2 separate regions of the Mus musculus genome follow, and region 2 is linked to region 1. Evidence: chromatin contacts called from public Hi-C data. All regions are on one chromosome and are shown on one strand. Each heading gives the region's core, a stretch centred on a gene start, on an enhancer-like site or on the middle of the called end of the contact. The rest is flanking DNA. Distances are from core to core; before and after follow the strand shown. Region 1 has its middle 160 kb from the start of Gm23970. Region 2 overlaps Etl4 (enhancer trap locus 4).

Region 1 (4,675 bases), core at 708-3,207:
TGGTAGTCTTGGGTTCTATAAGAGAGCAGGCTGAGCAAGCCAGGGGAAGAAAGCCAGTAATGAACATCCCTTCATGGCCTCTGCATCAACTCCTGCTTTCTGACCTGCTTGAGTTCCAGTGCTGACTTCCTTGGTGATGAACAGCAGTATGGAAGTGTAAGCTGAATAAACCCTTTCCTCCCCAACTTGCTTCCTGGTAATGATGTTTGTGCAGTAATGGAAACCCTGACTAAGACAGTTTGCATAGCAGTGGGCTCTGCCTTTTTCAGCATAATGTCACTGGCTGCTTTTCTTTAGCTAACAAAGAGCCACTACTATCTCATTTCCCTCTCTAAGTGAGGCTGGACTTTCTAAGCCCTTGACAGCACCCTTGCTGATGGCACAGTACCCATTGCCCTTCTCCTGGAAGGACTAAAGTACCCCAACCCCCACCCACATGACCATCTACCTGATTGTTGACCTCAGTCTTATGCAGGCTTTTCATTCTGCAGGATGATGCCTTACTCTCCGTGTCCTGATACTGTACATCTACTTATTCTTTCTAATTCTTCTAGGTTTCGTCCCCTGGACCCTGTGTTTGACATCTTCAATCCATGAGCAAAACTCTTTCCAGAGCAAGAAATACTGACTATGGGGTGAGTGAGATGACTTGGTAATCAACATGTTTGTGTTTCCAGTTTATCTGCCTCCGTATCTTGAGAACTTAATATATTTTCCTCTAAGTTTTTATGGTAATATTTATAGGTTTCATATGCCATATTTCTTTTGCTGTGTCAGATCTGCACAATGGTGTCTTTTAAAATGGAGTTAATCCTCTCTGATAGCTTTGGAATGAATGTTCACTTTCATAGATATAGCATGAGATATAAATTGACACTCAGATATTAAAGAGGCTTTTCAAATCTATCCTCTGAGTTGGCTGGCATCTGTTTTGTTACATATGGAATAAACCCGGGTTGATAAAGATTCTTCTTGTGATGTGGAGGCTCATGGTGGAGTGTTTGCAGGCACAGTGAAATCCCTGACTTGCAGCCACATCAAGACATTGGTTTTCCACTGTTTCTTATCAGATTTCTGCAGAGGCACCACAGGAGCCAGATTGCCTGGGGCACACAGTTCAGCTGCACCAATAGATAGTGCAGGCGATTTTACCAGGTAACACAGATGCACATTTTCACAGTAAAGATGTGCCAGTGCCCTCTGCTTTTGCACCCCAGCGGGAAGGCTCTAATTGAAACAAAAAGACCCACTTAGCACATGACATTAAGATGCATCCAGGAAAGAGAAAGAGATATGTATCCAAATGGTCTGCTCTCCATCTTACTTTATGTCATTTACACTGTACTGTCAAAGCAGCGGATACCATCAAACTGAAGTATTCTAACTTGAGGTTCAGTAAGGTCTTCCTTCTTGCTTAAAATGATCAGACTTCTTTTCTTGACCCATTTACATAATGTTGTTGCCAGAGAGATTATAGGCCAGGATATGCAAGAGTGGAACATTTGGTCAGTAAATATCTAATGAGCATCTAATCAGTTCAAGTGGCAGTTTCTCATTAAGATTGGAGGCCCTCTTAAATTTGCTTTCTAAAGGAGGGAAGGATCAGCAAACATGTAGGTGTTCTGGTTTGTTGTAGCAGTAATAGAGTGCTTACTCAGCATGGGCTCAGTCCCTAGTACTTCCAAACCTAAATCAGAGAGATATGTCAGATGATAAGTATATTGGAGTCAAATAAATCCCAGAGCATGGACAAGTCACACAATGAAAGGTACTGTTTGAACAGGGTATTCAGAGAAACCCTTACTGGGAATATAATATTAGGAAGTGATGCACAGAACTAAGAGGGAGAGATATTATCTGTCTCAGACAAAGTTATGGGGATTGGATCTAGCAGATATGATGAGTAACAAGAAATTCTTGAACTATTTTGGAGGCAGAAGTAGTGGGAATTTGTTTCCACATTGAGTGTGGGATATTAATGGGAAAAGTGATCAAAATGATTCTAAAGTCTTTGACAAATACATCTGAAGAATGGAGTTGTCAGATGCCTAGACAAAGAATACCTCGAACAAACAAAACCAAGACTAGAGAGAGTAGAATTAGGAATTCTGTCTTAGAGCTATGGAGGTGGAAACATTTACTAAATATCCAAATGCAGAGATCAATCACCAATTTGATATTCAAGTCTGGAGTCCAAAGGCATGGTCTTTAATGAAGTCATACAGTGGAGATTTTCGATCCTGAGCAGCATTCACAGCTGAGGCTACAAGAGAACATCACAGTAGGAACCAGTTCTCCAATTCCCACATTCTTCCTTAAGAATTCTTTAATGGGAATGTAGTAGTTCTCACCCATTGATATTTTTAAGAATTTCTAAACACGGTTCACATGTTCAGCACAGATTAAGTGAATCTGCCTTAGAAAGCGAATGTGGCTGAAGACAGCAGAAGTCATGAGCTAGAGTCCAGAGCATGCTAAAGGGTATGGAGATGGGTGATAACCAGGCAAAAGAAGAATCTACAGTAAGACCGGAGGAAAACAATGAGCAATAAGTTCTGAAATCTAGCTGGTTAAAAATGACAGTGACTAACTATATCAAATGTTACAAGCAGACCCAAAGAGTGAGAACTGAGAATTTCCTACTTAGCCACAGGATGTCCTTGTTGGCTTTACAATAGCAGTAGCAGTTCTTTAATGAGATGATGACTGGATGAGGTAAAATAAAGAAAGAATGGGGTTCTTCAGGTCAGTGGGACTCTACCTTGGGCACAATCTCAGTGGATAGTCTTACAGTCCCCAGAGGAGAGGAGTCTCTACTCCCAGGTACTCTAACAAAACCAGGATCTTAGGATTCCAGTAAGCCAGGATCCCAGGTGCTTGGTCACACGAGGATCTCAGGGTCTCAGAGTCAGCTTGACTCCCAGAAACTCTGACATACCCAGAATCTCAGGATCACAGGATATCAGAATCACAGGATCACAGTGAAAACCAGACTCTGAGGAGTTATGGCTCAAATGGGATGACAGGATGTTCAGGCTCCAATCAGATATAATGAGTTCAGGGAGCACTTAAGATAATCAGATGGTGGGAGGCAAGCATAACAACAGAAGCACCAGAAGCCAAGGTTATTTGGCATCATCAGAACCCAATACTCCCTCCATAGCAAGGCCTGGATACAACACCACACCAGAAAAGCAAGATATAGATCTAAAGTCACTTCTTCTGATGATGATGGAGGAGTTTGAGAAGGACATAAATAACTCCCTTAAAGAAGTACAGGAGAACACAGGTAAACAAGTAGAATCCCATAAAGAGGAATCACAAAAATTCCTTAAAGAATTACAGGAAAACATAACCAAAGAGGTGAAGGAATTGAACAAAACCATTCAGGATCTAAAAATGGAAGTAGAAACAATAAAGAAATCACAAAGGGAGAGAATTCTGGAGATAGAAAGCCTAGGAAAGAAGTCATGAGCCATAGATGCAAGCATCACAATACAAAAGATGGAAGAGAGGATCTCAGGGGCAGACGATACAATAGAAAACATTGACACAACCATCAAAGAAAATGCAAAATGCAAAAAGATCCTAACTTAAAATATCCAGGAAATCTAGGATACAATGAAAAGACCAAACATATGAATAATAGGTATAGAAGAGAATGAAGATTTCCAACTTAAAGGGCCAGTAAACATCTTCAACAAAATTATAGAAGAAAACTTCCTAACCTAAAGAAAGAGATGCCCATGAACATACAAGAAGCCTACTGAACTCCAAATAGATGGGACAAGAAAAGAAATTGCTTCAATCACATAATAATCAAAACACCAAATGCATAAACAAAAAGAATATTAAAAGCAGTAAGGAAAAAGGTCAAGTAACATATAAAGGAAACCTATCATAATTACACCAGCCTTCTCACCAGAGACTATAAAAGCCAGAAGATCCTGGACAGATGTCATACAGACCCGAAAAGAACACAAATGCCAGCCCAGACTATTGTACCCAGAAAAAAAATCTCAGTTACCATAGGTAGAGAAACTAAGGTATTCCATGATAAAACTAGATATACACAATATCTTTCCACAAATCCAGCCCTTCACAGGATAATAAAGGGGAAACTCCAATACAAGGAAGGAATCTACTCCCTAGAAAAAGCAAGAAATTAATCTTTCAACAAACCTAAAAGAAGACAGCTACATGAACAGAATCCTAACTCTAACAACAAAAATAACAGGTAGAGCAACAATTACTTTTCCTTAACATCTCTTAGTATCAAAGGACTCAATTACCCAATAAAAAGATATAGGGTAACACACTGGTGACATAAAAAGGACCCAACATTTTGCTGCATGCAGGAAAACCACCTCAGTGACAAAGACACACTACCTCAGAGTAAAAGGCTGGAAAACAATTTTCCAAGCAAATGGTCCCAAGAAACAAGTTGGAGTAGCCATTCTAATGTCAAATAAAATTGACTTTCAACCTAAAGTTACCAAAAAAGATAAGTAGGGAATTTCATACTCATCAAAGGTGAAATTCACCAAGATGAACTCTCAATTCTGAATATCTATGCTCCAAATGCAAGGACAACCACATTCGTAAAAGAAACATTACTAAAGCTCAAAGCACACTTTGTACCTCACACAATAATAGTGGGAGACTTCAACGCCCC
Region 2 (4,835 bases), core at 777-3,276, 380 kb after region 1:
GTTTTTACTATTTTAACTTGGCATCTTATACTTTAAACTGAAGCAACCTTATTTGTCAGATGTGCATGCATCTGGTCCAGATGTGCATGCCTGGCCACAGGATGGATGTGTCTGGTGGTCAAAATACAGAGCATAGGTTGGAAACTCACAGGCGGCTGCTCAAAGAGGTGTTCAAGAGGTTTGGGGGACTTTTCTGAATATGCTCTGATTTTGCTTTAAGTTAAAACTTTTTTTAAAAAAGTCCCTGCTCAAAATGTGTATTTCAGATTGCCCAAAGAAGAAATTTTAATCCTATTCCCTGACCAAGAATTGTGAATTATTCATGAGGGGTTTGCTTCCTTACACGAGGAAGTTCATACCCAGAAGGGCAGTGGTTTCTTGCAGAGACGGTCTCCTGACTCTCCTGCCCTCTAGTGGTGAAATGCTGGTATGCCTATTTGAACGCCTGCTGCTTCACAGGGCTTTGTGGCCTCTGCCTCTCCTTCTCTATAACTGCAGGAAGTGAAATAATTGAAGATTCCAAGCATGGAGGTCCAGACCAACCCTAAGTCTAAAAGGCAGACTAAGAGTGTGGAAGTCCAGCACTGAGGTGTAAATGGTGTGTTGAGCCTCTGCTGCCTTCTGCTACTTTATGAGACTCTGGGAGTGAGCTGGGAAAATCTGGCTTGGGACCTGGAGGGTTAAATTTGCCCACACTTCAGTTTTGTTCATTTTATGAAACAAGTATTTCTGGAGTGCCTAGATGTCAGGCAGTGTGCAGGAAGCAGGGCTGTGGAGTCAAACCTGGGTCTGTACCAAAGGCAAACAGAACTCATGATTAGGCTTGAAAAATGTTAGAGCTATAAAGGATCTCTGAAAATAATGCTCTTCTAGTTGAGCTATGATTTCCAGGCCATGTACTTAATTTATAAGTTAACCATTTTATGGTTTTAGCATCTTTTTGATAAATGGCCATTGGGCTTCTTGTCAATGATCAATCAAAACTGCATACATTATGAAGTATGCTGTGTGAATGTCTGGAGGCATTCCTGACTTATGCATGGGGAGACACTGCAGATGTTAAATTTTCCCCCTTTTCCTGGAACTGGAGATGCTGAGTTGCTGATGTTGAGGGAACCAACAAAAACCCATCAGAACCATGAAGTTTTGGGGGAGGAATAAATAGGCCTATCTGTGATGAGACTTACCACACTAAATGGCTCAAAATTCACATGGCAGACTGCATAGATGGCTCATACTGAAAATTCCCCACTATAAGTCCCTGCTATAAGCATAAAGACCTAAGTTTGGCTGCCCATCACCCATGTGCAAACCTGGGTTGGTACCATGTATGCCCATATTCTCAGTGCTCCAGGCAGAGACAAGGGTTCACAGTGTTCACAGGGCAGGCAGGGTTTTTATATTGATTGATGAACCTTTCAGGTCATCCTTCCCATCACATCCCTGTTAGGTTCATTCTCTCTCTCTTTCTTTCTTTCTTTCTTTCTTTCTTTCTTTCTTTCTTTCTTTCTTTCTTTCAAGATTTATTTATTTTACTTGTATGAGTACACTGTAGCTGTCTTCAGACACACCACAAGAGGGCATCAGGTCCCATTACAGATGGTTGTGAGCCACCATGTGGTTGCTGGGCATTGAACTCAGGACCTCTGGAAGAGCACTCAGTGCTCTTAACCACTGAGCCATCTCTCCACCCCCCTGTTGGGTTCTTGCAGTTGCTCAGGATAGCGTTGCCAATTATTAAGTAAATATGGGAAAGCATAAATCTAATCCTTCCCTTCATTCCTTGTAAGTTTCCCCCTTGGTGTACCAGGTAGCACTGAGGTGACTACATCCCATTCTAAACTTGTCCCAAGCCAGTGCCATCAAGGTTTTTACAACCTGTTGTCAGCGAGTAATGTGTTTATCTGATTGCCAGGCTTCCTGCCCTCCCCTCCCCCATCTCTCAATTGTTTAGCTTTCTCTGGCTAATTCTCTGTGTGTGCTCAGGGTCAACTTAATTAGATTTTTGACCTCAACGGAGAAAAGAAATACCTTGGTTACAAAGGCCCATTGTTTGGGCTTTGAAAAGATTGCTAATGGGATAAAGGTGAGAAGCTCCAGCCTTAGTTAGCAGACTTAAGACACTTCAGACTAAGTTTCTAAGAAGTCCTACAGCCCTAACAGGCCTTACTTCCATAACGAAGCTAAGCACGCCTCACCCGGATCTATTCTGGGTGTTCCTCTTCCGCTTAGATTACCAAGGTCACTGCATTTTGTTTTCCAGAGCACTTCAGACGTTGAAGGGAGCCAATGTTGACTCCCAGTGCAGTAGAGAAGAGCTACCCACATCGCTGTATAGAAGCCATCTTGCTGTACTGTCCGGTCATGTTCCTATCACTTTGACCCAATAGCTTTCACCACATGTTGACATCTTTTCTAAGGATCATGACCAGTCCTTGGATGGTCTTGTTCTTTTCTTATGGCCGTGACTGATATAAGAGTTGTTATTGATCGACTTCATTTCACACACTTCTCCATGGCATCAGGCACAGCTCTCCTTTGCCTCTCACAGTACCCTCTGAGTTGGGTACTGTTGCTATTGTCACTCCAGAGGTAGGAAAATGGGACTATCTAACCCAAGTCTGTACTTATGGAAGCGGTGGCACAAGGGCTCAGGAGTGACCCGTCTTTGCAGTTGTTGACTTTTGGAGAAACATTAGTAGCTCATGATGGCTGGACGTCTGTTGCTCCTTAGCATTCACAGTAAGCTGCACTTATAATCTGTAGCTATTTCCAGACTGTCTCAAACTGCCAGCTCCCAATAATGACACAGAGTCTATTATTATTTGTTGTAGCTCAGGCACTGTCTTAGGCTATTTCCCAACTAGCTCTTATAACTTAATAACCCCGTCTATACTAGTCCACATTTGTCATGTGGCCTGTTACCTCTCACTGTCCCAGTATGTCCATCTTCTTCCATGTTTGGCTGCTGATTGTCCCGTACCTGATTCTTTCCCAGAGTTTCTGTCTCTGCCCAGAAGACCCGCCTCCCTTTCCTGTCCTGCTATTGGCCAACAGTTCTTTTTAAAGTCAAACCGAGAATGCCTTAGACAGGTGAGAAAGGATAGAGACATATCACACAGTGTACAAAAAGATTACCCCAACATTTAGAGCCTCAAGATTCAGTTTAATCTAACTATTTACTTCAAAGAGTCGAAATCAGTGTCACAGAGGTGTCTCTACAAGACACAGAATCAGCCTCCATGCCCATCAACAGAGGAGCTGATAAAGAAAATATGGTGTAAGTTCACAGTGAAGAATGTAGTTTCCCCTCCCCCAGCCTGAAACCTGCTTGCTCAGAGATATGGCATTGACTATTAATATACAAATTAAGGTTTGATTGTTCAGCATTTTAAAACACCATCTACAGCACACAACTAGATCATCTGTGCTGGAACAGGGGAAACTGTGTCTTAAGACTCCGCCCCACAGAAGCCAGTTGGGCCCACATGGGCCAACGATTGCCTGGGAGGATGAGAAAAATGACTTTACAATAACGTTTTTTCTGGCCAAAGAATTGTTTTGGGCACAACCAATTTTTAATTACCAATTAATAACAATTATAAAAGCTTTATTTTTTGTAGAAACTTTTGTAGTAAACTAAAACCCTAAGTAATAAAAGGATATTGTCTCTGAATCTTTTGGGTGAGAGCAAGGATTTAAGGTAAACTTTAAGAAGCATTAGTTAATAAAATACTTTTCACTTAGGAAACAATATACACTGAAAGATTAAAACTCTTGGCTTCTTGTATAGAAGCAGAAACAATAAAAATTTTCTTACATAATGTAAAGTTACATTAGCCATACTTAGAGGCAAAATTTTCTAGTGATTACAGTTTACTAGAATCAAAACTCTTTGAATTTAAGTCTTATTTTAAACATCTGAATAGATCTGTAACACTGTTAAAAAGAATTTCTCTTGAACACAGGGAAAAATTTTTTTCAGGCACTGTTTGCAAAACAAAAGAAAGGCCACAAGCCGCTCTGGGGCTGCCCAGAGCCCTGCATTGACTCAAACGTGAAATACTTTTTAATCTGAGCATCTTGGCCCTCCTGTAATAAGGACCGATTTTAGAGAAACAATATAACTGTCTACGCCTCTAAATTATGATACTCTTTCTTAAGATGACTTACAGTTAAAACGTTCTTCACAACTTTAGTGTTGTGAAAAAATTGCCTGTACTACAGTTTCCTGCCAGGCAGTAACTATAACCAAACTGTTTGTCTAATTTATTTACAGAGACAAACATAACTAGATAACTCTGTCACAGTTTTGTATGAAGTGAGCTGTATGAGCGCTCTTATAAGATGATTACTCTTGTAATTATCTTAATTACAGTATACAGGTGAATTAAAGATCTTAAATTTGAAATCAAACTGCAAGCTGCAGTCAATGGAACAATAGCAGCTTTAACCACAATTTTTAAGTTTTTTGTGCAAGGTTAGGATAATACCTATAACCTTGGGAAAGCAAAACCCAAGTTTAAAACAATTTATTATCTTTAAAATCAATATTAGAAGCATTACTATCATATTATGAAGTTTGGATGTCAATTAATACCTATGAATACCTATTAAAGCAAGCTTTAATGCTTTAATAAAGAGACATTGCTTTAAATCTTATTTTAAATTTTACTATTTAGGATACGAACCACATTAATTATTACCTAAACTAGAAATATCTTTAGAGACCCAGCCTCTTGGGCTGCCTTATGCCATGTGTCGGAAGGACTCTAAACTTGAGTTATCAAATTTAACACTAACCATCTGTAGCAATGTAACAATTATTAATCTTA

What was found. A called contact is a pair of places that touch in the nucleus more often than the background predicts.
Region 2: a contact with region 1 is called in a Hi-C map of the N1E-115 cell line, with 4 times the contacts expected there. The contact joins two enhancer-like sites. A contact is called at or near these places in 2 of 484 Hi-C or Micro-C datasets (the N1E-115 cell line and nephron progenitors).

Annotation. Positions count from the first base shown.
Region 1 is chr2:20,116,419-20,121,093 of GRCm38.p6, forward strand. It overlaps a transcript of Etl4 not described here. Among named protein-coding and RNA genes, the nearest start is that of Gm23970, 160 kb to the right of the region's middle. Within about 2 kb of position 1,958, at least 1 of the 459 cell types and tissues checked has an H3K27ac peak or open chromatin away from gene starts, as enhancers often do. A contact at or near this core is called in the N1E-115 cell line, where this site is marked.
Region 2 is chr2:20,494,460-20,499,294 of GRCm38.p6, forward strand. The region is part of intron 2 of Etl4 (enhancer trap locus 4); the gene reads left to right. Among named protein-coding and RNA genes, the nearest start is that of Gm17171, 160 kb to the left of the region's middle. Within about 2 kb of position 2,027, at least 27 of the 459 cell types and tissues checked have an H3K27ac peak or open chromatin away from gene starts, as enhancers often do. A contact at or near this core is called in the N1E-115 cell line, where this site is marked.